Linked DNA regions of Zea mays: region 2 is linked to region 1. The links are chromatin contacts, called in public Hi-C maps. All regions are on one chromosome and are shown on one strand. The core of a region is the stretch at or near the end of the contact, and the rest is flanking DNA. Distances in the headings are between cores, read along the strand shown.

Evidence for each region. Hi-C and Micro-C count contacts between places; a contact is called where the count stands out from the background.
Region 2: a Hi-C map of ear shows a contact between it and region 1, with 4 times the contacts expected there. The contact joins the enhancer-like site here to the promoter of LOC103637774 in region 1. A contact is called at or near these places in 4 of 25 Hi-C or Micro-C datasets (ear, leaf and root tip).

Annotation. Positions count from the first base shown.
Region 1 is chr9:1,799,296-1,803,202 of Zm-B73-REFERENCE-NAM-5.0, forward strand. It overlaps LOC103637774 (potassium channel KOR1), which reads right to left and starts at 2,094. Exons shown (of 12, transcript XM_008660831.3): 1 at 1,407-2,094. The coding sequence starts at 1,660.
Region 2 is chr9:1,950,990-1,954,896 of Zm-B73-REFERENCE-NAM-5.0, forward strand. No RefSeq gene overlaps it. Among protein-coding and RNA genes, the nearest start is that of LOC109942342, 3.4 kb to the left of the region's middle. Within about 2 kb of position 2,157, at least 13 of the 20 cell types and tissues checked have an H3K27ac peak or open chromatin away from gene starts, as enhancers often do. A contact at or near this core is called in ear and leaf, where this site is marked.

The DNA of each region.
Region 1 (3,907 bases), core at 844-3,343:
TAAATCTAAGATGGATATTGGTGATTTAATATGTAAACCATATAAAAAAATTCATGTGCACTAGATATGTCCTCTAATAATTCACTTTCAGCGCTCAGTTTTTTCGTCTTCTCGTCGATTTGCATGCGTTCTCTCTGTGCTGCCGAGCACTTTTTTTTTTCCCTGTGTGGTGGCCGATTTTGTGAGGCACAAGTTTCATGGTAGCATTAATCAAATCTAATATGCAGAATCTAGCAAGCATTATTCTTGTGCTGTGTGGATCCTAGAAAGCATATTTACTGAAACAATCGATTGCCCAAATGAAACAATACAGGGGCTTTATTTGGCTATATCTAGCGACTCTGTCACAAAACTCTGCATTCGGTTTTCTCAACAAAAAAAATCCGCATTCACAAACACAAAGGGAAAAAAGAAAATAATTTCGTGCAGAAATAGCTAGCAGCGTGATTGAATTAAAGCAATTTTTTTAATGGATCAAGGCTCATATTTGTGTGGCCGTTAAAGTCTACCCCGTGACCTGGGTGACTGTCCAGCTACAACCTAGTAGCTTGCGTATCTGGCGGGCTCATCATCAAGTAGCGAGAAATTTGCGGCTGGGATGCTGACGCACAGTCTGTTCACCGTCAGCTGAATGTCGCATAGTGATCTACGGGAAAAAAACATTATGCATGTGGGATGCAAATCCATCTATTTGAAGCCCTTTACATTCACTACCTGCAGACTCACGAACAGACATCAAAACCTTTGACTGTTTGCTCTTTTTTTATATGTTCGTGTGTGACAGATGTGAGGGAATATAAGGAGGTGTTTAGTTTTTAGAGACTAATTTTTAGTTTCTCTATTTTAGTTACTATAGTTACTAAATTGTAAAATACGAAAACTAAAATATAGTTTCATTTTATATATTTAACAATTTAGAGACTAAAATTAAATAAAATGGAGGGGTTAAAATTTAGTGGCTATAAACCAAACATCCTCTAAATTGATGAGTGTATCCCGGATGCATAGGATTTTTGGCTGATCCACAGCCTCAGCCGACGCGTCAAATCGACCAACCCAAAGGCTTTAAAAAGTAAAAGAAAATTATTGGAGATTCACATTCACCGCTGGAGCTTCAAATATTATAAGCAGAGGATGAACGTTTTTATATAAAAACAATAGAACTAAGGGTATGAATTTAGAAAACCGAAAACAATATTGGTTTGGGGTGGTAGACTCGCAGTCGATCAATTGTGGGGCGATTCGGCGGAGCCATACGATCGGAGGAAACCGAGAAATCTAGCGCGCCGCGTCGCTTCGCCGCCGCCAGCTTCCAGAACAACCGACAGCCAGCGCGCGAAACTGGAAGCTTCGAAAGCAAATTAACGATATCGCGTGGACAGCAGGGAACAGCGTCGATCACGTACCTGTTGTCGGGGTGGATGACGAGGTCGTGGAGGAAGCCCTCCGCGGCGCCTTCCCCGGCGAGCGGGCGGCGCCTGCGCCGGCGCGGGCGGAAGCGGCCGAGGCGGAGGTCGGAGCCGAAGAGCGCGAGGCGGCTGCCACGGGAGGAGGCGATGTGGTCGCACACTTCCTCCACCTCGTACTCCTCCGAGGACTCCTCCTCGGGCTCCGTGCCGCCCTCCGCCACCCTACGCTTCGACCCCAGCCCCATCACCATTATCGCAGCTTCGTTACCAACGGCTTGCAGCGGCAGCGATAGGAAGGAATCCCGAGCGGGGCAGTGATGGCGGTGGCACTGTGGCAGGAGATGGTGACGGTGGGGGCCACGGTCGTCGGGCGGCTGCGAGCGTGCGGCGTGCGTTTGAACTTGCAGGGGGGCGGGGCTGCCATTTATAGGCGGAGAGGCTGAGCTCACGGAACGATGGGGGCAAAGCTGCTGAGCACTGAGCAGGGCAAGCCGTGAAAGGGTTTAAACCGCGGCGAGGAAACCAGCAAGGGAAAAGGGGATAGATGCGTCGTCCTCCGGTGATAGGCGGTGATGTGGGATGGACGGCACGGCAGGCGGGGGACTCCTAACCCTGGCCTCTGGGGATGCCGGGAGAGCGAGGGGCCGGGAAGGCAAAACCAAAGGGGTTTGTATCACTGGTGGATAGACCGCACGGCAGAGGCGGGAGACTCATAGCCCTGGCCCCTGGGGATGCCGGGAAAGCGAAGGGCCGGGAAGGCAAAACCACAAGGATTTGTTTCATGGGATGGGAGATGTATTTATTTAGTTTTCTTGCTTAACTAACGTAATGTGTCTATGTACTTATGTGTGACCTTTGATCTATGTTTCATAATCATAGGTGTTTTTTTCTAACTTTTTTTTTTGAAAAAAATGCATCCTCTCTTAACCCTTTTCAATGCAACACCACTTAAAATAATTAGTATACAGTGCATGCTAACGCTACGATCCCATGTAGGATAGGGATCGACGACGATTATGACGATAACGGCGCGAGAGAAAGGGTTGACGGCACGGCGGCGGTGACACGGATGAGGAGAGGGGATGGCGGGGACGCGGAGGGAGATGAAGCGATGATAGATGATCTAAATAATATTGTCCATTGCATTTGAGTGAGTAAGGAAGAGAGGTTTATATAACAATTTGAACCGTTGTTTTGATGATGTGTTAAGTTTAGGTATAATTTATTTGGTGAATTTTGTGGAGGCCATGGGTGTAAGGATAATTTGGTTTGGTGGGTTTTACAAAGTTTAAAGTGGTGGATTATATAATGAGGTATAGATTAGATGTTGTATGTTTGTGTGTATGGATATAAAAAAATGAATTTACTAGCTATGTCATAGACTAGTCATACATTAAATTAATCTTATATAATAGAGTAGGTTATTTGTCTTGGTATTAGACATAGTAAACCAAGCTATGTCACCATAATTTTATATATAGTTTTCTTCTCTTACATATTAAACTCTTAAATTATTTGATATGCCACCAAAAGATCCTATATTGCGCTCATTAATTATATACTCACTCCCACATTAAGTAATAAGACATTTTAATGTTTCAATACGATACTTTTAAGTATGTTTCTATATATATTGTATATCTAATTACATAATAATATTTTATATATCGAGAAAAGTTAAAATATTTTATATATTAAAATAGAAGAAGTACAATATGATATAATAAGAATAATCTTAGGCTCCGTTGGGATCCGTGGAATTGAATTTCACTATAATAATCATAATTTATGACATATATTAATTAAGCTAAAAAGGTTTTTATACATAATTTATTTATATGCTATTGTTGACTATATTGGGGAGGTATATATATGCTATATTTTTACTATATGGGAATGAACCGAAGAGCGTGTTACAAATTGTAGAGTAGAAACATAGAATAGTGATAAATAAAATTAATTTCCACCCATCATCTTATGAATTTGAGATAGACTTTTATCTAAACTTTAGAAAGCGATGGAATGTCAAATTCCAACAAATAACCTACTGAAAGGTAAATAAGGTTAACTTTTTCCCACAATTATTTTTGGTGGTTGAATGCCCAACACAAATATATGGACTAACTAGTTTGCTCTAGAATACATGTTCTACAGGTGCAAAAAGGTTCAATACAAACCAATAAATATTCAAGTTAGGGATCAAATACTAAGGAGCAAAAGAAACTTGAATGTGCTGAGGAACGGCGCACCGGACTGTCTGGTATGCCACCGGACAGTGTCCGGTGCACTAGGACCGTACAACTCAAACCAGCCACTTTCGGGTTTCTGCGGGCGCGCTCCGCTATAATTCACCGGACTGTCCGGTGTGCCACCAGAGCAACGGCTACTTCGCGCAACGGTCGACTGCAAAAGCTGAAGAACAGAAGAACAGTGCGCAACAGTGCGCGGCAGAGTCAGAGCGCAGAGTCAGTGGAGCACCGGACAATGAATAGGAGCTG
Region 2 (3,907 bases), core at 907-3,406, 150 kb after region 1:
CGGCTAGGCGTGCGGTGCGGGCAGGGAGCAGGGGTTTCGTGGCGGCTGCGGCGCGTGGGCGTGCGGGGGACGGCTGCGCGTCCGGTGCGGGAGGCAGTTGTGCGTGCGGAGCGGGGGCAGTCTACAGATGAGTCTTAATAGTTGTAGAGAAGACGAGACCGAGCGGGTGACTTGCACGAGAAGGGAGTCTCGGTGTAATGTCTCCATCTGAGTCGTTTAAGGACCAAGTCGATGTAGGCTTGATGATCGAGGAGGACCTTTTAACTGGCCACATGCCTCATCATGGGTAACCTTTGCCTCGGTCGGACCAATACCAGAAAGGCCACCACGCAATGGGAGTGGAGAGATGGCGAAAGTAGCGTGTACCCTCCGTGGCAAGAGGTTGGACGGTATCTGTGCTCTCGGTTGGCGTGAACCCATTCTGGTCTTGAGAAACCCGGGTGCGAGTTGACATATGCAAGGGTTTAGTGCTACATATGTCGTGTGGTTGGAGATCCCCAGCTGGGTATTAATCGATTCAGATTGCCGCTACTTCTCGGACATGAAGACTTGGTCACTGACCTACACGTAGTGACAAGTGAACTTAAGGGATGATAAAAGACGGCTAGTACAGGCCAAGTGCTTGATCTAGAATAGAAAGAAATCTAGATGCAAGTAACTACTTAACCTAACAAGTAAAATGAATTCTTAAGGATCCACTCATAATAAGCTTTTCTGCAAAAAGAGTCTTTGAATCTTGATAAGCTTTACCTTGATTCCCAAAAGCCAACATATCCTTGAGAGTCTTCTTCCTTAAACGGGTAAGACTTGCGAAAGTACACTTCGTACTCAGGGTTTTCGAACCCATGTTGTTGCAGTACTAGATTTGTGCTGGTGTGGATGGTGATAAGCACCGGTGGGTACAGCCTTCTTATAGGTCTAAGTAACTCTTCTATACTTCTTATTGAGGATGGTCACTAAAGCTAGCATGTATTTCAAACTTATGAAAATTATACATCATTTAAAGTGAAATACTTTAGATTTATTTTATAATCACTCCGATCTTGTATAATGAAATCTTAATGTAACTTGTAACTTTTTGTAATAAAGAAATTCCGCTGCAAATGTTGGTGTGTGATTTGTGTTTACTTAATCCTGCAATCTTGGTTTAAGTGGTTTATCTGAGATCCTTGGGACACTCGGACGGATCCTTTTAAGTTACCTGGTGTACATGCATAGCCGTCTGAGGTCTTTGAGATGGGGACAGGTGCATGTGGGCCCGATAACTTGGAAGGTTCTGCCACAAGAACCACCCTAACATAATCCTCTTATTAGCGTGAACACATCTCTCTCCATGGAATTGAACCTAACATTATACTTGACTTAAGACACACAAGACATTATCAGTTGCACCCATCTTCGGTTAAAACTTATTTTTAGCATAATTTCCTCCAAAAATATCCTTTCCACTCCATCACAGGCTTTATGCATATCCAACTCTATCGCAAAAAGGCACTCTTAACACATTTCTTCTTTATTCTATTTCTATGTGTGTTTTCAAAGGCAATACATATATTATATGTGATAAGCCTGTAAGGCTATCTCCAGCAGATCCTCTATCTCATCCCCTATTTCAAACTTCTCTCTGCAAATAGTGTCAAATATTGTCATCTACAGTTACTCGTCTCCTATTTTATACAGTCTATTGGAGACAGTCTATGGTACAAAGGCACTTTGATGACCACTTATAATCTGGCAAAACCATTCTTAATCTATTTGCTAGCATCTTTTAAATGGCCTTGTACACCACGTTACCAAAAGACCGATCAGCTAAAATTGTGTCATAGTAGCGTTTGTTTGTTTTGTTTCATCAAAATCTATATGGATTAGAGGGGATTAGATGAGTTTCAATCCATAACAAGTCAAAAATTTTCATAATTTTTTTCCAATTCATGAGACATAGTAATAACCGAACAAGGTCATAATTGGATTACTTGCCTTTGGGATCAAGACGATTGTTGTGTCATTCCATCCATCGGCGATTCTTGCTTAAGCACCTTAACTAATGGACCTTAGATTATAAGCAATTATAATAACCAGTCTAGTATATACTGTAGTTACGTAGACCATATGTCGAGCAGACAGCCCATACTCAATTGACACTAGAGGCATGTGAGCCCATCAGCCCACCACAAATTCGTGGCCCTTCGTCTGACTCTACAACAGCAGTCATCAGATAGAAGCGGGCCGCGCCGACAGCCTAGAACTAGAAACGATGAAACGTTTATTTTGTTCGAGCAGCCGGTTCGTTCGAACTTCGAAGGGTTTTAGCGGCAGCCGGAGATAGGTGAGCGGGCGAAGGAATGGCTGATCGCAGCCGGCGCTCTCTGCCGCCGCTGTCATGAATCTTGTCGAGGTAACTAGCCCAACTTCCCCCTTCCCGTTCCCCACGCCGAGCTGGACCTGGATGCCACAGATCGTTCTGCTGACGCCTGCCAAGCGGAGAGAGGAGTACGTGCAGGGCCTGCTGGAATCTAATGGAAATGAATGGAATAACGACTGGTACGCGTGTTGTTTAGCTCCCGTTGGCAGTTTAACTGTAGGATAACGTGTACTAGTGGTAGATTCTGTCGCCTTGGGAAAAAATTAGCAATTTAATAGTGGCTTGTGTTTTTGTTGCTGAAATCGCTGATTGTTGGCAATGTTCGTTGTGCATTCCAAAGTTATTATTATCTTTAATCGTTCGCTTCAAAGAGGCAACGCTCGGTCCAACAGGAATCTTGGCGCTGTTGGTTGCTCAGATCTCTCGGATGAAGTGGTCTCTGAACAGCTTTACAAGCTTTGCACTTTTTGTTTTTTCCTTAGTCGAGTTATATGGAGCAAGCCCCTAGCCATAAATCATCTATTGCTGTCTGTTTGCTTGATTGATTCAGTTAGTCGTTGTTGATACTTGTACTCTCCAACCAGACAATTCCATATTTTGTTGATGTCGATATACAAATTTTAGATAATTGCATTTCTTGATATGCTACTTGTTGATGCATCAATCAATTATGCTTTTCATCATTGATATTCCTGCGTATAAAGTGAAATATCGTGTTCTGTTGTTTCTATGCAGCATACTATTTGCCGTTCTCCTGTTAAGTTCTTGATTTTTACTAGAAACAAAATGGTTGCCACATTTTCTAATTGTCCTGTCACACCCGGGTTTCGGGGCACCAAGACCCGGGCGCGAACATAATCACCAGGTGTGCTGGGACCAAGTCTCACACATATGATGAATCATGGCACAGGATCGAACGTCACATCTTTACTACATAACAGGAGTTCTATACAAAATAAATAGATAATTACATTATAAGGAGACAACGGTCCAGCAACCCAAAGTTGACTGGGAGACGACGACCTAGACCTCTCACGAACTCGTCACAGCATCCTCCATGCGCCTCATCCTGCGGTACCTGTTCTTGACCTGTGGGGGGGGTGTGAGACAGCAAGAGTGAGCTCACATACGTTCATCGCTCAACAAGTTGTGGTGAATAATGTGTATGAACTCGCCAAAGGTGGGAGCTCATGTGAAGTGTCAGGCTTACCAAAGAGGATGGCTGAAGCTGAGCATTGCTTTTAAAGTTGGTCAAAATTTTATTAGCCATTACTAAGTATAAGTAAATACCAACCCAATTAAATAGTAGAACAGAAGTAACAACATCACCTGCGATGCAATGCATATGACAAATTGAATTTAAGTTCCATACATTAATCATGTGAGTGTCCGAGCCGCTCATGACCGTGAGCACGGCTAGTATACCAGTTTTACACTCTGCAGAGGTTGCGCATCTTTACCCACAAGTCATGTTACCCATCTGCCAAGGGATCGCGACTTCCCATACACCTCTACCGAGGAGGCGAGGCAGGGTAACACTACGAG